Linked DNA regions of Mus musculus: all the other regions are linked to region 1. Evidence: chromatin contacts called from public HiChIP or PLAC-seq data. All regions are on one chromosome and are shown on one strand. Each heading gives the region's core, a stretch centred on a gene start, on an enhancer-like site or on the middle of the called end of the contact. The rest is flanking DNA. Distances are from core to core; before and after follow the strand shown.

The links. HiChIP or PLAC-seq counts read pairs in DNA pulled down with a chosen protein or histone mark.
Region 2: a FOXA1 HiChIP or PLAC-seq map of pancreatic cancer cells shows a contact between it and region 1. The contact joins two enhancer-like sites. A contact is called at or near these places in 1 of 484 Hi-C or Micro-C datasets (embryonic fibroblasts) and 2 of 115 datasets of contacts at active chromatin or transcription factors (microglia and pancreatic cancer cells).
Region 3: a contact with region 1 is called in a FOXA1 HiChIP or PLAC-seq map of pancreatic cancer cells. The contact joins two enhancer-like sites. A contact is called at or near these places in 1 of 484 Hi-C or Micro-C datasets (embryonic stem cells), 3 of 115 datasets of contacts at active chromatin or transcription factors (embryonic stem cells and pancreatic cancer cells) and 1 of 9 other capture datasets (embryonic stem cells).

What each region holds. Positions count from the first base shown.
Region 1 is chr3:131,801,759-131,804,497 of GRCm38.p6, forward strand. No RefSeq gene overlaps it. Among named protein-coding and RNA genes, the nearest start is that of Gm29865, 90 kb to the right of the region's middle. Within about 2 kb of position 1,278, at least 37 of the 459 cell types and tissues checked have an H3K27ac peak or open chromatin away from gene starts, as enhancers often do. A contact at or near this core is called in pancreatic cancer cells, where this site is marked.
Region 2 is chr3:132,120,946-132,123,703 of GRCm38.p6, forward strand. The region is part of intron 1 of Dkk2 (dickkopf WNT signaling pathway inhibitor 2); the gene reads left to right. Among named protein-coding and RNA genes, the nearest start is that of Dkk2, 37 kb to the left of the region's middle. Within about 2 kb of position 1,281, at least 14 of the 459 cell types and tissues checked have an H3K27ac peak or open chromatin away from gene starts, as enhancers often do. A contact at or near this core is called in pancreatic cancer cells, where this site is marked.
Region 3 is chr3:131,346,870-131,349,673 of GRCm38.p6, forward strand. All of the region lies in intron 1 of Sgms2 (sphingomyelin synthase 2), which reads right to left. Among named protein-coding and RNA genes, the nearest start is that of Cyp2u1, 45 kb to the left of the region's middle. Within about 2 kb of position 1,537, at least 28 of the 459 cell types and tissues checked have an H3K27ac peak or open chromatin away from gene starts, as enhancers often do. A contact at or near this core is called in pancreatic cancer cells, where this site is marked.

The DNA.
Region 1 (2,739 bases), core at 28-2,527:
GCTTACCTGGAGACTTTGTTTCCTTCCTGTCCCCGCCCACTGCTTTCATCCAGGCATTCATCTTCTCTTGCTGACCAAAGAGCAATAGAACCTCTTTCCCTCCACCCTCTGCCTCTGCACAGCATTGTCTACTATTGTCAGTATTCTGCTCAAAGAGATTCTGATTGCCTTAATGTCACTTAGGGATCTTTATTGCTAATTGGTAGAAAACGATGACATCTTACATGTTTCCAAATCACCCAGAGTCACTTACCATATTGTCAATTTATTACCCTGGCCCTGACTCTGGCTGCTTCTGTCCAGAATCTTACAAACCAGGCTGAATCTTTCTCTGAAATCTCAGAATCTTTCTCTGCCCGTTTCTCCACATCTGTTGGCATGGGAGACCTTTTGTCTACTGAGCATGCCCAGTGGATCCAATTTACCTGTAAAACCTCCCTCAGGAGATTTATAGTGACCCTTCAGAACCATCTGAGAGGCCCTGCCATCATTTCCCAAGTAAGAAGGTTTTCCTAGGAGCAGATACAACACAAAGTGAATAAATATGTCAAAGAACATGATTCATGTGTATGAAAAAAAACATAACAAAATCCTATGATTGTTTACAATGAATAAAGTTTTCCTAAATTCTATTCCAAAAGTAATATTATTACTGTAATTTCCTGGCTGACTCTGCAAATCACTATTTGTTTTTTGGTCGGTGTTCTACAATATTTAAGTTAGGTAGCATTGACAAATATATGACTTTTAATGAAATACAATAGCCTATTAGTGAGCAACAACATATAGAATCGTGTTATAGCATCTGTTGTGCCTTTCCTTAATGTGATGAAGTTCTCTCCCCAACTATGCATTTGTGAGCTCAAATCCATGGGGATCATAAATCAAGCTGTTGTTGTTGACACAATCCCACCTAGTTTGCTTGTGCAAATGTTCATTTTATAAATTCCATTTAGATTTTGCTTGCCACATAAAAGACATAATAAAACTCTCTTCCTGAGAGAAAAATTTCCCTTCTTTTATTCTTCCTTCTGCCCTTTCTTGTTTACCTAGTATGAATTAGTTTAGTCAACCACCTTGTTATATTTGATTGGATCAAATCAGTATTGTTTATCGAAGCTATTATTCACTAATCCCTCTCAACTGCGGTTTCAGTCAATAGCGCTTTAAAAATGTTGAATGGAAAATTCCAGAAATAAACAATTCATAAGTCTTAAACTGCATGCAGTTTTGAGCAGCATGATAAAATCTCGCATTGGCCTTCTCCATCCTGCCCAGGATGTGAATCACCCTGCCTGTTATTCACTCGGTCACCATGCCACTTATCAGATGGGCTATTCTGGTATCATGATGTTTGTGCTTTTTAAAGTCATGAAGGCCTGAGAACACTGCTGCCACAACTCTTATCTCGGTACACGGTTATATTGTTCTATTTTTATCATTGGTTATCATTAACCTTTTACTGTGCTCCATTCATAAATTAAACTTTATCTTAGGGACTCTGTAAGGAAAAGACTGTTAGATTTTATAGATTCCACAATGTCTTGTAATGAATATATATCCCTTGTGGGTGTATGGGGCTACTGTAAACAATTTTCTTTTGATATTTACCATTTTTGTTTAAGTCCACTTAAGAACTCCCACAGGATAAAACATTAAATTAGTTTATCTGAGTTCTTTTCTATATACAAATTATCAGCCTTTCCCATACTGCAATGTAAATCTAATTGATCCCATTTTCAACAACTCTAAGATTTAGTTACATATTAAATATTATGTAGGTTTTCTTCCCCTCTGAGTCTGATATTTTAATCAAAAAGGCTATTTCATTGAAATTTAGGCATTTGACAATGTTGCCCAACTCAAAATGTATAGAATATAGGCAGAATGGTAGATACTGATTGTCATTATTGATTTCCTGACTGAAGGACCTCCCATATTCTCCGTATTGCCAGCACATAGAAGTTATTTCTGTGGCAGCCAACTGTCAATAGGGAATGGACAAAATTAAAGACTCAGAATTCCTACCCTGTGTGCATGAATAGCCACTGTACATTTAACAAGCTTTGCCATATTGAGAGAAAAGCAATACTTGTGTGTTTGGTAAGGATATTGTAGAGAAGGGTGGGGCACAAAACACGTCTGAAGAAATGAAAAGAGGCTATTTTAAGTGAATATTTGTTAAAGCAGCCTGAGTTGATTAAGCCTCATGGTGACTGTGTTTATTTCCTCTCTTGTCTCCACACCTCTCAGTGTTGGCTACCTTGAAGTTAACTGGCTCAAATGACAGTACCACACCCTTAATTTGATCTTTCCCATGAGTCACTTTGTTCAACAAAGGAATTTTATTGGACTTATTCTTCAAAGTCTTTAAAGAAATGCCACTTCTTTCTATGTCTAGGAAATAATTTGGGGTGTGGTTGCCTAGAACACAGCTGACTAGAAGCACAAAGTATTTGGACTCACTCAGTATTTGAAGATGCTAATCCCCAACCCCAAATAAAGCAGTAGTCTAGAAAGATTTTAATTGATGGTGCCAATGCAAACATTGGAGCCCCAAAGTTTTGTTTGTAGGAGGCATGCTCCTCAATTCTCTCAAGATGGGGATTCTCCCAGAGGCAGGATCAAGGGCTGAAAAAAGCTGTAGATGAGAGAAAGAACCTCTCAAAGAAAAAGAAATAATGGTAAATTAGGACTCAAGAGGAGCCATGGGTATATTGCACTTCCTTATGGACAACA
Region 2 (2,758 bases), core at 31-2,530, 320 kb after region 1:
TTGTTCTTACATGTCTCCCTCTCTGTTGCTCTCCCCTTCCCCTGTTGCTATCTTGCTGGGTTCCTTTCTCAACCCAAGTAGTTCTTTCTTATCTTTTGCTCATACACCACGAATTCCATGATCCTATCTTGTTCGTCCCTTTCTCCCTTTTGGAAGATCTCTTTCCTCGCTCTCGTGGTCTCTCCTTTTTCCTCTCGTCATGGGCACACGGGCTGGCCCACTCGTGCAGCATGTACACTTGTGATTTTTCTTGTTAAATCAACTCACATTAAGACAGTGCCAACTCCACCATGTCACCAAGCATATGCCACTTTTCAAAGTTGAAACCAAACAAATTTCAAATACGGTGCCTTCAAAAATATATTAGAACACGGGCCACTTATTTTGTGGACCGAGAGTCTGGTCATCAGAGAAGAAAAGAGAAAGTTTCTCTGTGGATAGTTTCTGCCCTCTCTTGCCAGTTGTTCATTATTCTCCAGCCTCCGATTTAAATATTCACCAAGCGGGCATTTCATTTGCCTGGCGAGCTCTGGCTCTTCCTTGTTCCTGAGCAGTTCTGACAGCTTTAAGACTGTAACTCTAGAAATGGGAGCCTGCTGCTAAGCACCTGCACGTTCTCTCCATTACATCCTCCAGAAGAAAACAATAGCTGGGTAGGATTACACTCTAATGGAATAGACGCTCATTAACTAGGTACATTTAGTCAGATGCAATTTGGTAGACCAAAAAGGAAAAAAGGAAGAAGCTATTTAAAACAAGAAAGGCAAGTGGAAGCCTATTAAAACATGGTGGAGTGACTCATTTCATTCATAATCGTGGGCCCACACATGTATTTCAGGATACCTGGAGTCTTGGAGATTGTTGAGAATAGAAGTTAGATTTAGGTTACCACAAACTTTATCATGGCTGATGTTGGCTGTGGACTTTATATGCTCCTCTCCCCATTAATTTCTTTTTCAGATGAGACTGTAAAGAAGTTTTCATCTGCCTGGGTTAAAAGACGCGTTGAACTCCAGGGAAATTTGTAAATGCATCTCTTAGGCATCCACATAGCTGTTTGGCTCCAAATGATTTTGTTGATGCTCTCCTACATTTGGTGAGGGATTTTATCTATTTATGTATCTCATTGGTCTTTATTCTACAGTCACATACATAACTCAGTTAATAAGGAGTCAAAAATCATTTCACAGGATGTACAAACAATTGAATCTTTTAAACAGGAAAGAATGTCTGGCAGTAATAAAGTCTTGATGGGAAGCAACCAGTCACCCAGCACTTACTCACTGAGTAAACATTTACTGAGAGTCTGCTATCTGTTGCGTGCTTGTGTTGGGTGCTAAGGTTATGGAAAGGGCTTTGCTTTGCTTTATAAGGATGGTTGGAATAGTTATAAAATAGTCTACAGAATAATCTCTACAGCTAGAAGAACCAAGACCAGTGGTGGGCATTATAAATATTCAATCTTCAAGTTTGCATATGCATAAAATTTGTAAATATCATGGATTCTGTGGAAACCAATAGGATGTTTTTACTCATAGAAAGATCCAGCAGTGTGTAAAATATTGGGGGAAAAGTTATTGCTTCCACTCATTTCATCAATGACTTTCAATCATTTACTTTGGGCAAAATGAAAATTTGGTTTTCTGAGTTACCTTTAACCCTGCAGAGATGGTCTAAGCTCAGTATAGAACAGACGCTTTCCAGAGCCTGAAAACAAATCCGAGGAGGGAGAGAGCCAATCTCAGGCAGCTATTTCATCTTACTGCTTAAGCAAGAAAGCAGGTCACCAAAGGAATTGTGGAAAGCTGCCTCCGTGGCATGACCCTGCAATTTTGTACATGAGGTTAATCACCACATTTTACCCTCTCTTTGATGTCTAGGGACCAGAGTGCCTGTAACTTCCAAGGTCTGTCAAATTGAAAAATCTATGTGATGTCATAGAGTTTACCTTAGAACTCTAAGATCAAAGGGGTTTCATATAGCAACGTTTCCACACAGCACACTGAGCTCAGAGTCTTCTGTCTGTCTACTAGAAGGGTTTGGCTACCTTCCTGGAAATAGATGGAATCCTGAGTTGGCATTTGGAATCTCACAGTGTGTACCATTTTTCCCTTTGAGCTGTATATTCTTGCATAGATTAAACCTTATACAATTTTAGACTGAATTACACATATTACATATATGGGACAGTCCATGACTTCAAATAAAAAAAAAGGCAAATAGACATCAATACATATGCACTGTCCTTGGTTTTCATGACAAATGAAACCCTTTCAAAACAGACTTAAATAAAATAAATCATGGACCGAAAATATGGCCCAGGTAAAAGAGCATATTGATTTTGCAGTGAGAACCCAAGTTTGATGGGACCCTATATCAGTCATCTTCCAACACTCTGAAAGCATAGCTCTGGAAGAAGCAATGCCCCAGCCTCTGCACTCACAGTCATGTGCATACCGACTCCTCCCAAACACACTTGAATGGAAAAGAATCTTTTAAAAACTTCATGACAATTTCACCCCTTACGATCTCTTAATATCATATAATTAAAATTTAGGATTACTATTTACATGCTCAATAAAATTAAACTATGACCTCATTCTGCACACAAGACTGGTTTGTTCTCACTGGTACATTATTGAAAAACTGGGTATATTCATTTTGTTGAATTTTATTTCTGAATTTTTATTTTCATGAAGCAACAGAACATCTACTGAAAATTTAATCTGAAAACAAAACAAAAAAGAGAAAAGGACAA
Region 3 (2,804 bases), core at 287-2,786, 450 kb before region 1:
GCTATCCAGCACACCAAGGCAAGTGAGCAACGGAGACGTTAATGAAAGGCACAAACCATGTACACGTGAAAGCAGACTTCTCACGCACACATCAGCCAACCGGAAGATCTATTTACAAATTAAATGCACATGCATGTTTTATGACACACCCTATAAAATAATCAGCTTTGAAAACCTAATATAAATATGCTTATTACCTGACCTCAAGCTACTGGATTTGTACCCCACGTCAAAGGACAAAACTGTCCTCAAAATCTCATAATTAAGAGACAATATTTGGAATTGATATGAAGAGAACAGCACTGATCAGAAAAGAAAAGAAAGACCAACCACCCCTGAAGGAAGGAGGCGACGATGGTAGGTATGCAGGTAAGGGTTTGATACTGTCTGGTAGGTATGCAGGTAAGGGTTTGATGCTGTCGTATTCATACACCATTTAGTCATTCCATTTTAACAATCCCAGTAGGCTTTCTCCATACTCTGAAGAGTTCTGAAATAGGAATTTAAAATTGGCAATGGCATAGGTCCGTGCTGTTGTACCACACGAAGCGACTGCCATTTCACACTTTCACTGATTCCTATGTTGAGGGTTTAGCGTACACAGTGCCCCTGCCTCCCAGTGAAATAAGAAGCATACAAAGTATTATTTTCAATATCCACTTATAAGAAAAGTTTGCAAATAGCTAAATCGTGAACATACGGGACAAATCCACAGAATTGTGGATTCCCTCACTGTCAAAAAAAAAATACTGTGTGGTGAGATGGTTGGATAGGTTGACTCCTCCTAATCTGAAAAACTCTGAAATATTGAAAACACTCTAAATAATCTTGAGCATTCTCATGACTCCATAACTCTCATGGTTCAATGCACAGACATTTGGTTCCTGTATAAAACTATTAAAATACTGTATAAAATCACCCCCAGTTGCATATGTAAGGTACATAGAAGAGTAAATAAATTTAGAGTTAGGCTGGGATTCCACCTCTGAGAAACATCATCATGTATATACTAATGTTCCAAAATAAAAAAAAAAAAATACCCAATCCAAAGCATTAAAAAAAAAAAAAATTGCTTTGATTAATGTGTATGCTACATGTGTGCAGGTGCCTAGAGAGGCCACAAGAGGGCGACAGATCCCCTGCAGCTGCAGTTAACAAGCCGTTGTGACTGGCTTAATGTCAGTTGTCTTAAAGGCAGCAAGCATCCTTAAAGGCAGGGCTGACCTCTCTCTCTCTCTCCACCCTTATGGCCTCCCCCCCACCCCCACTAGAAACCTTTCTGATCCTAGGCTTAGGATAAGGGAGGGCAAACGTGTTTAATAACTGTAAGCTTACCAAAGAGATACATAATTACTAAACTAGTACAGCATATAGCTAAGTGGGAATTCAACCTAGACAGACAGTAGAGCATCAGCAATTCCTAGCAGGGGGTATACAATAAACAAATTGGGAAAGGGGGCATGGGATACAGAGTCGGGTGGCAAGCTAAGGTAGGACTTTGGAAGGCCACCCACTCCCAAGGGCCTCCTTCAGCAGGACTGATGGGAAGCTGGGTAAACACATTTGTAGAGGCGATGTGGCATAAAGTCCAAGGTCGAGAAAGGCTCTGTTTATTAGACCTGTAAATCTGCCCTGCCATACATGTGATGCCTTTATGATAAGGCATATTAACTGTGTAAATACAGCTTTAAAAAATCTTATCTAGGTTTATGTGTGAGCTTTAATGTTTAAAAGAATTTAAATGTATTAAAGATAGATGCTAAACCTCCATCAGAGAAAACCTGATCCTACAGAAAACTGAAATTACAAACAAGCACATGTTCATACCGAGCTCTATGGTGCAGGAGACTCTACAGTTTAAGCTTAGATCTTAAGGAAATGAAACAAAGAACCTACTGAGGTTTCAATAGCCCCAAAACTTTGTCAAACCTGACCAAGGAAAACTCATTAGTCACCAGAAAGCCATTACAGAAGCAGGCATTGTTAAATAGCTAGAAAATGCAACCGATTCAAGCAAAGCTTACTTGCGTGTCAGGTACTTTGTTGGTGTCTGTTTTAACCACTCACAACTACCCTAGGAAATATTGTAAGCTCAATTTAAAAAAAGAAAAAAGAAAAGAGAAAAAAGAAAAGAGGCAAAGCGAGTTGCCCAAGGTCAGAAAGGAAACAGCAAATCTTAAACCTGATGGAGGTTTAGCATCTATCTTTAATAGATTAAATTCTTTTAAACACTAAAGCACACACATAAACTTAGATATATTTTTAAAGCTGTATTTACCCAGTTAATAAACCTTATCATGAAGGCGTCACATGCATGGACGGGCAGATTTATGCCAGGACTCTGACCTCAGGAGGTTTCCTTTCTTACGGCACACGACTGACTCCAGGGTAGGACATTCTAATAGGTGAGCGATACAGCCAATGAAAAGACCAAGCAACAAATATCAGGCTTGCTTTTCTTTGTTTGTTTGTTTTTCCCACCATAGAGACATAAGCGCATAGGAAAGTTCTCTAAATAGCAAATATCAATATTGAGGCTAGGCATGGAACTGAAGGGCAGAATTCTTGCTCAGCACGAGGGAGACCCAAGGTTCAATCCCCAGCACTAGAAAACAACACACACACACACACACACACACACACACACACACACACACCACACGCGCACACACACAGTCGTTTTGGGAGAGCAAAAGGAAATTGCTAACAGCTTGCCTAGCATCTATATTCACCACATTAATTGAATTTAGTTTAATTAATAAGTCACTGTGTTAAATTTATAATACAGGTATATTATTATTCTA